2 separate regions of the Mus musculus genome follow, and region 1 is linked to region 2. The links are chromatin contacts, called in public HiChIP or PLAC-seq maps. All regions are on one chromosome and are shown on one strand. The core of a region is the stretch at or near the end of the contact, and the rest is flanking DNA. Distances in the headings are between cores, read along the strand shown.

What was found. HiChIP or PLAC-seq counts read pairs in DNA pulled down with a chosen protein or histone mark.
Region 1: a contact with region 2 is called in an H3K27ac HiChIP or PLAC-seq map of microglia, with 5 times the contacts expected there. The contact joins the promoter of Gpr107 here to the promoter of Spout1 in region 2. A contact is called at or near these places in 1 of 39 promoter capture datasets (pre-B cells) and 1 of 115 datasets of contacts at active chromatin or transcription factors (microglia).

What each region holds. Positions count from the first base shown.
Region 1 is chr2:31,150,290-31,154,714 of GRCm38.p6, forward strand. It overlaps Gpr107 (G protein-coupled receptor 107), which reads left to right and starts at 2,027. Exons shown (of 18, transcript NM_178760.4): 1 at 2,027-2,192. The coding sequence starts at 2,070. It overlaps D330023K18Rik (RIKEN cDNA D330023K18 gene), which reads right to left and starts at 2,002. Exons shown (of 2, transcript NR_040334.1): 1 at 1,693-2,002; 2 at 760-961.
Region 2 is chr2:30,175,715-30,180,529 of GRCm38.p6, forward strand. Spout1 (SPOUT domain containing methyltransferase 1) reads right to left here and starts at 2,745. Exons shown (of 12, transcript NM_172660.4): 1 at 2,676-2,745; 2 at 2,206-2,251; 3 at 1,879-2,007; 4 at 1,609-1,768; 5 at 1,025-1,114; 6 at 901-950; 7 at 648-778; 8 at 205-277; 9 at 1-98. The coding sequence starts at 2,711.

The DNA of each region.
Region 1 (4,425 bases), core at 777-3,276, 970 kb after region 2:
TGTCTCCACCTGCATGTTCTACTGTTGCCTCTGAAGAGGGTGTGACTGAACTTGGCCTGGTTTTTAAGTCAGGGGAAGGATTCGGGGTATATCAGTGTATGAAGACTGTGCAAGCACAGAGGCAAAACCAGGGCCTCCAAAACCATCTCACTTTTAGTTCCATATTTTCCCAAGTGATTTTTTTTTTCTTTTCTTTTTTTTTTTTGGTTTTTTCGAGACAGGGTTTCTTTGTATAGCCCTGGCTGTCCTGGAGCTCACTTTGTAGACCAGGCTGGCCTCGAACTCAGAAATCCGCCTGCCTCTGCTGGGATTAAAGGCGTGCGCCACCATGCCCGGCGATTTTTTTTTTTTAATTAGACAGTGTAGTCCCAACAAATCGATTTGTTTGTTTGTTTGTTTGGGTTTTCAATTCGAAGTTTCTCTGAGTAGTTCTGGTTGGCCTTGAACTCAGATATCCACTCGCCTGCCTCTGCTTTCTGAGTGCTTGGATTAAAGATGTGTACCACCACCTCCTGGCTCCAAGTGAATTTGTTGAAGTTCACAGTTTGTGGCATTAAAGTATATCATATTGGGCTGAAGAGATGGCTCAGCAGCTAAGAGTTCCTGTTCTTCCAGAAGACTGGAGTTTGGGTTCCCAGCAAGCACAATGGATGGCTGACAACCAAGGTAACTTCAGTTGCAGGGATCTGATGCCCCCTTCTGGTCTCTATGGGTACACCTCATGGCATTTATAAACACACAAACAACATAAAAACAAACTTAATTTCCTATCTATATGTATTTATATATACAGATCTATCATGTTGGGTTAGAGACACTGCTCAGTGGTTAAGAGCACTTACTGCTCTTATAGATAGATACCTGAGTTAACTTTCTAGTACTCATGATGTCAGGCAACACACAACTGCCAGCAATTCCAGCTCCCGAGGATCTGACACCATCTTCTGGTCCTCTCAGGTACCTATACATGGCACACACATACATAAAAAACTTAGAAAAGCAACCAACCAGACCTTCAAAATACATCCTGTTACTAGTTCCAGTTAAAAAGCTATAGGAATCTGATTCTGTCATAGGTGTTCACACACCTACATAGTGGTAGCTGCCTGGTAGTAGAGTTCCCTGTGTTTTTATTGTGTCCTATTTTGCTTAAATAATTACATGCACATACACAAAAGCATATGTTACTTGTGTGTCCAGCTAAAAACAAGAATCTAAGAACTAAACCAACTTGGTTATCAGCTATTTTAATACGAGTGTTTCCTGTAAGCCCTGGTACCAGGGACCTACAACCAAGTCCTTCCATTAAGTGTTAAGGACTAGAAGCTAAGTTTCCAAAGAGACTAAAATAGAAAACATTAAGGCTCAGACTCCAGCGGTGGCATGAAATCACACAAGACAAAATGACGTATCAGTTAAAAATCTGCATGTGATCCCCAGCTCAGACTGGCCAAAATGACCATTTCTTAGAGTTTAGGTAGAACAGAGGAACAGCCTGACACCTACCTCTTATATAATTAGATTGTCCCAAAGATTAAATGCCACTTAAAAAAAAAAAGCCTAGTGGATGGCTTCCTATGGACTCAATAAATCCTATTACTGCAACTATTTCAAGCTGAAGTTTGTGTAAAGGGCCTAGGATGATAATAAGTCAAGGAATCTAAGACAGGCCAGCAATTTCTAAGTTATTACCACCGAAGGCAGTCCAATCATCCGCCAGGGTCAGTGGCGGACATTGCGGGTTCCAGACTTTGGTCCAGGCCCCTCAATCCCCAAGCCCGGCAAGGCAGAAAGGAGGCCCGGCTTGAACTTGCCCCGCCATGGTTGTCATGGCAAACGCTTCAGGGTCCTCACAGGGGCTTTGCCGGAAGTCCGTCCTGGGAGGCCAATTGAAGAGTGCCGAGGTGGTCCGCTCAGGTCCCTGCGTGACCAGAGTTGCGTTTTGCAGTAAAACGATCTCAAGGACCTCGGAGGCGGCAGCCGCGCCCCCTTCCAGAGCACCTCCGGGACGACGCACTTTGACCCGGAAGTGGGTGGGAGAGGAAGCAGCTGGTGATGCTGGAACAAACATGGCCGTCCCGGTACCCCTCGGCCGCTTCGGCTCCTTCTGCCTGCGGCTGCTACGACTGCTGGCGTTGCTGGAGCTGCTGGTCCACCCCGTCTTGGGCCGCGTCCATCACCTGGCGCTCAAAGTAAGGCCTGGCAGGCTGGGGGCAGGATCAGGGAGTGGCGACGGGGGGGTGGGGGGAGCGCGACCGCTGTCCCGGGCTGAGCCAACTTCAGCCCAGCGGGATCTCCTAAGTTCGGCCCCTGAGCCAGGGGGTTTGCGCCGCCCCGTAGGGATGGACTACGCCGTGCGGCCTCCTCGGGTAGTCTGGTCCCTGCAGGTTTGAGGTCCTGAGGAAGGGGCCCAGATGCGGCCTAAATACCCAAAGACCTGGGAGGCCACTCCTGCGATTCCTGCTGGCTTCCCTGGATTCCACGTTGGTGGCAACCTTCCCTAATTCACCCTTTCATAACTTAAATTCCAAGTTCTCTTGTCCGCGATCTCCGCCCTTCTGTGCTCCTTGATCTGGCGCTTTGAAGTTGTGCGGAATCTTAGCCTGTTTCCTTGCTTGGTTTAGGGTGCTCGGTTGACTGACCAAAGCCAGAATCCCCAAGAGGAATTCAAATCTCTCTTGAAATACATGCCTTGGTTTCAAGAAGAAAAAATAAGAAAGAACAAGCCTGAGGATTTAAACTCAGCATCCAAAGTGTTTCTAAGTAGTGGGCCTTTTTCATTCCCGCTCTATGGCCATTGCCTAAGGAAGATGTTTATGACAGGCCTGAAGTGACCACCAAGAACCGCTATGGTAGCTAACTCACAGTAGAAAGTTCTCTAAGGCTTACACAGGATTGGCAGCCGGTTAATATACCTGGAGAACAGAAAGTGACATCATTATGACTCAAAGCCTTGTACATTTTCCTAATAGTCAGTGTACCAAGAAGTTGCGGATCTGGACACAGCTGTCTGTAAAAACACTTTCCATTAGGTGTGAAGGATAAAGGCTTGTGAATGTAGCGTTTAAAGGGTCCAGACAGACTGTAGATTTGAAACCTGGCCAAATCCATACAGGCACACTTGGGCTGTCTGCTTTTGATTGTTAAAATGATCTTGAAGCTGGGCGGTAGTGGCGCATGCCTTTAATCCCAGCACTTGGGAGGCAGAGGCTGGCGGATTTCTGAGTTCGAGGCCAGCCTGGTCTACAAAGTGAGTTCTAGGACAGTCGGGGCTATACAGAGAAACCCTGTCTTGAAAAACAAACAAACAAATGATCTTGAGTAAAGTGACTCTTACCTACAGCAAGACAGATCAATCTTGGCTCCTTATAAAATCCACTGAAAGCTGTAGGCACTCTCCCCAGAGAAATGCTTTTTGAAGTAAGACCATCTTACATCTTAACAGCTTTCTTGGCCTTTCTGTAGCTTCATAATCTTGGTACAGTTTAATCAAGGTATCCAAGTTTGCAGATTCATCACTCTGAGGGTAAGAACTCCTGATTTCTAAAGTCTCGCATTTTGAGGTTTGCAGATTGTTTTTATTGGGTATATAATTTAGCTGAGTTTATAAAGCTTAGGAATTAGAAACAAAACTACTTGTAACAAGACACACTGGGACCACATCTCCTGGCTCCCTGTCCAACATTTCTAGTGTTTAAATGCCAGGTGTCTGGTATCACTAGGTAAACGCTGGCAGTATTTTATATTGGCCAGCCTGAGTGATCAGTATATTCCAACCTTCTATACCAGCCTTTATCTGTGGTGGAAGCAAACTTAGAGTAGTTCTGTGGTTGGCCTCTCTTGTGCCAACCTAGTGAAGTTCTGTGGTTGACTTCTCTGTGTCAGATGCCTTGATGGTTTTCTCTCTTGTAACATGCTCCCTACGATTATCCTATAGTTGGTACTAGAATCTTTTTTCTTGGACAGTCTTTACTTGTTATCTAAGGAGAGGACATTTACCAGCAGAGGGTCCACCAAAGAAGCAGAAGATGGTCTTACCCTGCTTGAAGTTGGGAAGCACAGGCTTGAGCAGGTTAGAAACCCAGGCTTGCAAGTGCATGAAGTGATCACCAAATGTCAGGAATATGCATTGATTTAAAAAAAAAAAAGATTCATTTCTCTCTCTCTCTCTGTGTGTGTGTGTGTGTGTGTGTGTGTGTGTGTGTGTGTGTGTGTATGTATGTATGTGAAGGTCCCTTGGAGCTGGAGTAACAGGCAGTTGTAACAGGCAGTTGTAAGCTGTCCCATATGTGTGCCGGGAAATGATCTTGGGTCTTTTTCAAGGTGCCATAAATCCTCTTAACTGCCGAGCCATTTCTATAGCATTGATCCTTATAAATATGTTTTAACATGGACAATTTCAAATGCACCAGAGTAGGTACAGTT
Region 2 (4,815 bases), core at 1,495-3,994:
GAGGCAAGAGGCCAGCCGGACAGTGTAGCCCCAGTAGAGACCAGCTTTGGTGCGGGGGTCCTGTGATGACACAACTGTTCCTTTGTATGTCTTGCATTCTGGGAAACAAAACAGGCTATGAAGACCAAGGAAACTGGTAGGTAGAGGCGGCTTGGAAGAGGCTCTGAGCCAGGCAGCTCTAAGGGCCCAGGAAGCTCCCCCTACCTGGGAGCTGCTGCTGGTTCAGTCGCACGGTCACCCGAAGTCCAGGGTCCAGTTTCTTGTCAATCTTCACCTCCTGAAGAGAAGCTAGAGGGAGTGAGTGAGTGCCACACCGTGAAGGGGACACGTTGTCAGATAACCCAGGTCAGCCTGCCCCGTCCAGGGTCCATGGAGGCCACAAGAGGGCACCAGATTCCCTGAAACCACCTGATGTTAACCGCCATGTGGGTGCTGGGCACTGAATGTGGGTCCTCTGCAAGAGTAGCCAGTGCTCTTTAAACTGAGTCACCTCTCCATCCTCGAGGGGCTCATAGCTTGAGCCCTACTTTGGGATAACTAGTGTTTCTCAGCAGGCCTGGAGTTCAGGTCTCCTCATTCATGTGTCCTTACCTTTTATAGCTAGCAAGTGTCCCCAAGTGTACCACAGCCCACCTTCCCAATCCTACCTTCTTCATTCCACAGTTGACCAAAGAGCCATGGCCTGCCTTGGTGGGCCGGTCCACCACGACGCCTTCTCGAAACTCAGACTCTTCGTCCTGACGCATGTGGTGAGGGCTGTCCAAGGGGTTGAGGATTCCTGGGCAGGGAACAGGAGGTGATGATAGGACCAGGCTCTACCCCTAGCCTGTGTTCCCACCTGGATCCATCTTGGTGCCTAAGGCTGAGTCATGGGAAATGGGGCAGGCACACTAGCTGTACCTGCAAACTGCAGATCTTGGTGCTTGGGGAAGAACGCCTTTCTCAGGTACCTAGGGAGGAATGCATCTGTCAGGTCCATCCTGGGGAGGCTGCCTCCCAGCCACTGCCCTCACCTCACACTTACTGTGGACACTCCAGGTACTGTAGGATGCGGGCCAGCTGGACACATGCCTGCCCTTTCTTGCCAACTCCCCTGAATTCTCCTTCCACACTCCTGGAAAGATTAAGACAGACCTCAAGATCCAAGTGCTGGGCTTATTATACTTTTTTTTTTATTTTCTTTCTTTTTCATTTGTTTTTGGGGACAGGGTTTCTTGGCATAGCCCTGGCAGTCCCAGACCTTGCTCTGTAGACCAGACTGGCACTGAACTCTCAGAGATCCACCTGCCTCTGCCTCCTGAGTGCTGGGATGAAAGGCGTGTGCCACCACTGCTCAGCTCAAGTGGCCTTCTGGTCTCCAGAACCACACTGGTGTTTGTACACAAGCACCATAAAGAAATGCTAAACACAACCCAAACCATCCAAGTGCTGAGCCTCAGCACAGACCATGGGCAAAACCCTGAGTCCACTCTCTAGCACCAAGGGTGAGAAAAAGTGAGTCTGCAGCTGCCTTTGAGAGCTCCTTCCAGGCAGCCAGGCAGGTGACAAGGAGCAGGACAAAGCCATGGCCACCCCTGCTGGTCCTCCCCACTCCCCAGAGACTCTCACTTGGTATCTTGGCCCTCCTCATCGAACACCACAATCTCATCCACACAGAAGATGGTGCAGGCTCTGGCGATCTGGCCAGCCAGGTAGGTGCGGAGCTCAGGTGACTGGGCATTGTCCAGGATGGAGCCTGGCAGGGCCACACTCAGAGTGTAAGGCCGTCCTAGCAGGGACAGGGGATGTTCCTGTCAGCCTGACAGGCTGTGGACCTTCCCTCCCTTGCATGTCCCCATGGCTCAGAGATTCAACTTACCTCACGACCCAGCTGCTTACCTTGGTTGCTCCTCTGGGCCGCCGCCTCTTCCTCCTCTTCCTGGCGTTTAGCCTCTTCCTCTTGGGCACGCTGCCGCTCCAGTTTCTTCATTATCTTGAGGTCCTTCCACTTCTTTTTCTCCTCTTTTTCTGGAGAATTATTGGAGGGAAAGGACTTGACATGGGGAGGAGAGTTCCTTCTCGCTGGGCTAGCCTAGGCTCTGGAGAGGCTGCCACCACTCACTTGGATACACTGAGACCCAAAGAGGGCTCGTCGGGCCATTAGCTGGTTTGTGGAAAGGGAGGGCTCAGTGCGCTTGCCCAACCCGGCCTCAGCTTTTTACTTACTCTGCTGTTTCCATTTTCGCCATTCAACCCTTTGGCCATGTTCACCCTGCAAGTAAGGAGGAAGATTGAGAGGCTGACCGGTCACACATAGGAGGGGCGCATCCCATCGGGCCTCCCGCCATCTGACTCTCTCAAACCAGGGTAGAAGTACACAGGGACTCGCCGTGCACAAAGCCTGGGATCAGATCCGGGAAGCTGAGGAATGAATCCCCATTGGGCAAAAGAAGAAACCGAGACAAGGGGAAGACAGGTATGGCCATAAAGTCGCCCTAGGAATCAGAAAATAAGCCAGGAGAGGACTCAAGACACCGTCGCCCCGCGAATGAATGTAGATCGGACCAGCTAACTCTGCAAGCTCAGGCTACGGGAGAGGGGCGAGGGGAGAGGAGAGAGCAGAAGACCCGGGCCGACACCACTGTGACACGCTGCAGATTCCAGGCCTAGCCCGGAACCCATCGGTCCGCACATACCGGACCACACGGACGCTTCCTCGGGCGCTCCGCCATGTTTCCAGGCCCACCGCGCGCCTGCCAGTTAGCCTCGCCTCTTCCGGCCACACCTCCGCGGAGCTGCCCAATCAGAGGCCCAGCGGAGAGTGGGGCGTGTCCTGGGTGCCAGGCTGAGGCGGAGCTCAGAAACGCCACGTGCGAGTGCGGAGGCTGCTGCGTTGGTACCCTGTCTCCAGGGCAACGAGTTCGCAGCACTACGCTGTCCGAACCCAGTAAGGCTCATGTGCCGCCCTTTCCATTGTTAGGTACCCTGGTGATATTTAGCTTCCATGTTTTATGTAAGGGCACCCTATTGGAAATTACAAAAGACTACCTTTATCCAGTTCATTTGCACTTTCTTTTTATTTATCCATTCAGTTTCCTGGGACTCCAGCTAAGGCCCGACGCGTGCTAAATTTAGTGCTCCACCAGTGAGCTATATTCCCAGCCTCGTCCAGACTTTATTCTTTTGGTTTTTTAAAAAGATTTATTTATTATTATACATAAGTACACTGTAGCTGTCTTCAGACGTGCCAGAAGAGGGCATCAGATCTCATTACGGATGGTTGTGAGCCACCATGTGGTTGCTGGGATTTGAACTCAGGACCTTTGGAAGAGCAATTGGTGCTCTTACCCGCTGAGCCATCTTGCCAGCCCCAGACTTTATTCTTTATCAGTTTAATTCATTTGTTTGCATGTAGTACTTTAAATTTTTTAAAAAAGAAATTGATACAGGGTCTTACTATGTAGCTTGGACTGACCTCAAACTCAATCTTCCATCAACCACCTGAGTGCTGTGATTGATTGATTGATTGATTTTTGGCAGCCCTGGATCAAATCCAAGGTCTCCAGCATGCAAATCACTGATCAACATTCTGTGTCTACTTTAAAATCATTTTAAGTAAAGAATGAGAAGATAGGACTGAAAGAAGTCCCTGCAGAAGACTTTTAGCTGCTGCTATAATAGCAGCCATTGTATCTGGCATGAATTCCAGAGGGATTGTACCTAGGGTTTGAAGAAGCCTTTTGTAAAGTTATTGATTGTTGTCTGAGGTTTTATGGGGTTGCTCTTCCAAGGATTCTCAGAGCCTTTGCATAACTTAGTCCTGAGACATACCTGACAAACCAGGATGTCTCCTGGGACTTGCTTAGGTATGCCTGGGAATGTAGGTTATGCCTGAGTATTGCTTAGGTAGGGTTCCTTCAGAGAAGCCTAGATAAGGTAGCAGGTTTTGGTATACAGAAATTGACTTGCTACAAGTACCTTTTGTGTAACAGTAAGGAGGGTCTGCAAAATGGTAAATATGTGAAGTTCAATGCCTGAGAGGATGAGCCCCTGCTGCTGAGAAGCCTAACAGGTCCTGCAGTGTCTCCTTTTCTTTGCTCTCCTGTATAACCCAGAACACCAACAGGTTCCTCCCCAAAAAACTTTTCTGCCTGATAGTTTTATATTAACTTTTTGTTGTTGTTTTTGAAACAGGCCTTAATATATAGCCCTGGCTGTCCTGGAACTTACTATGTAAACCAGGATGCCCTCAAACTCAGAGATCCTCCTGCGTGTGCCGAGCAAGTGCTGGGATTAAAGACTTGTGCCACCACGCCCACCCGGCTTGTATTAACATTTTACAATGATCCGATACTTTGTTACAGTTGAGGAACAATCCTGACACATTATTACCGCCAACTACAGTTTACATCACTCTTTTAGTCATACTTTCTTTTTGTCTGTTTTGCTTGCTTTGGTTTGTTTTTTTGAGATAATGTCCATCCTCCTGCCTTATCCTCCCAGGAGCTGAAATTACAGGTGTGGGGCACCCTGCTGTGTGAATTTTGACTTTATTTATATGAGTGTTTTGTCTGTATGTATGTGTGTGCACCAGAGTCTTGCCTGGTGCCTGAGGAGGCAAATGGATCCCCTGGGACTGAAATTATAGTAGATTGTAAAACACCATGTATGTGCTGGGAACTGAACCCAGGTCTCTGGAAGAAAAACCAGTCATCTTAACCACAGAACAATCTCCTCAGCATCCCAAGTTACTTCTTTGAGGTGCGATGTGGGGAGGCATGGACTGTGAAGCCCACACAGGCCTTCGTAGTGGGGCAATGTAAGAAAGACACCACT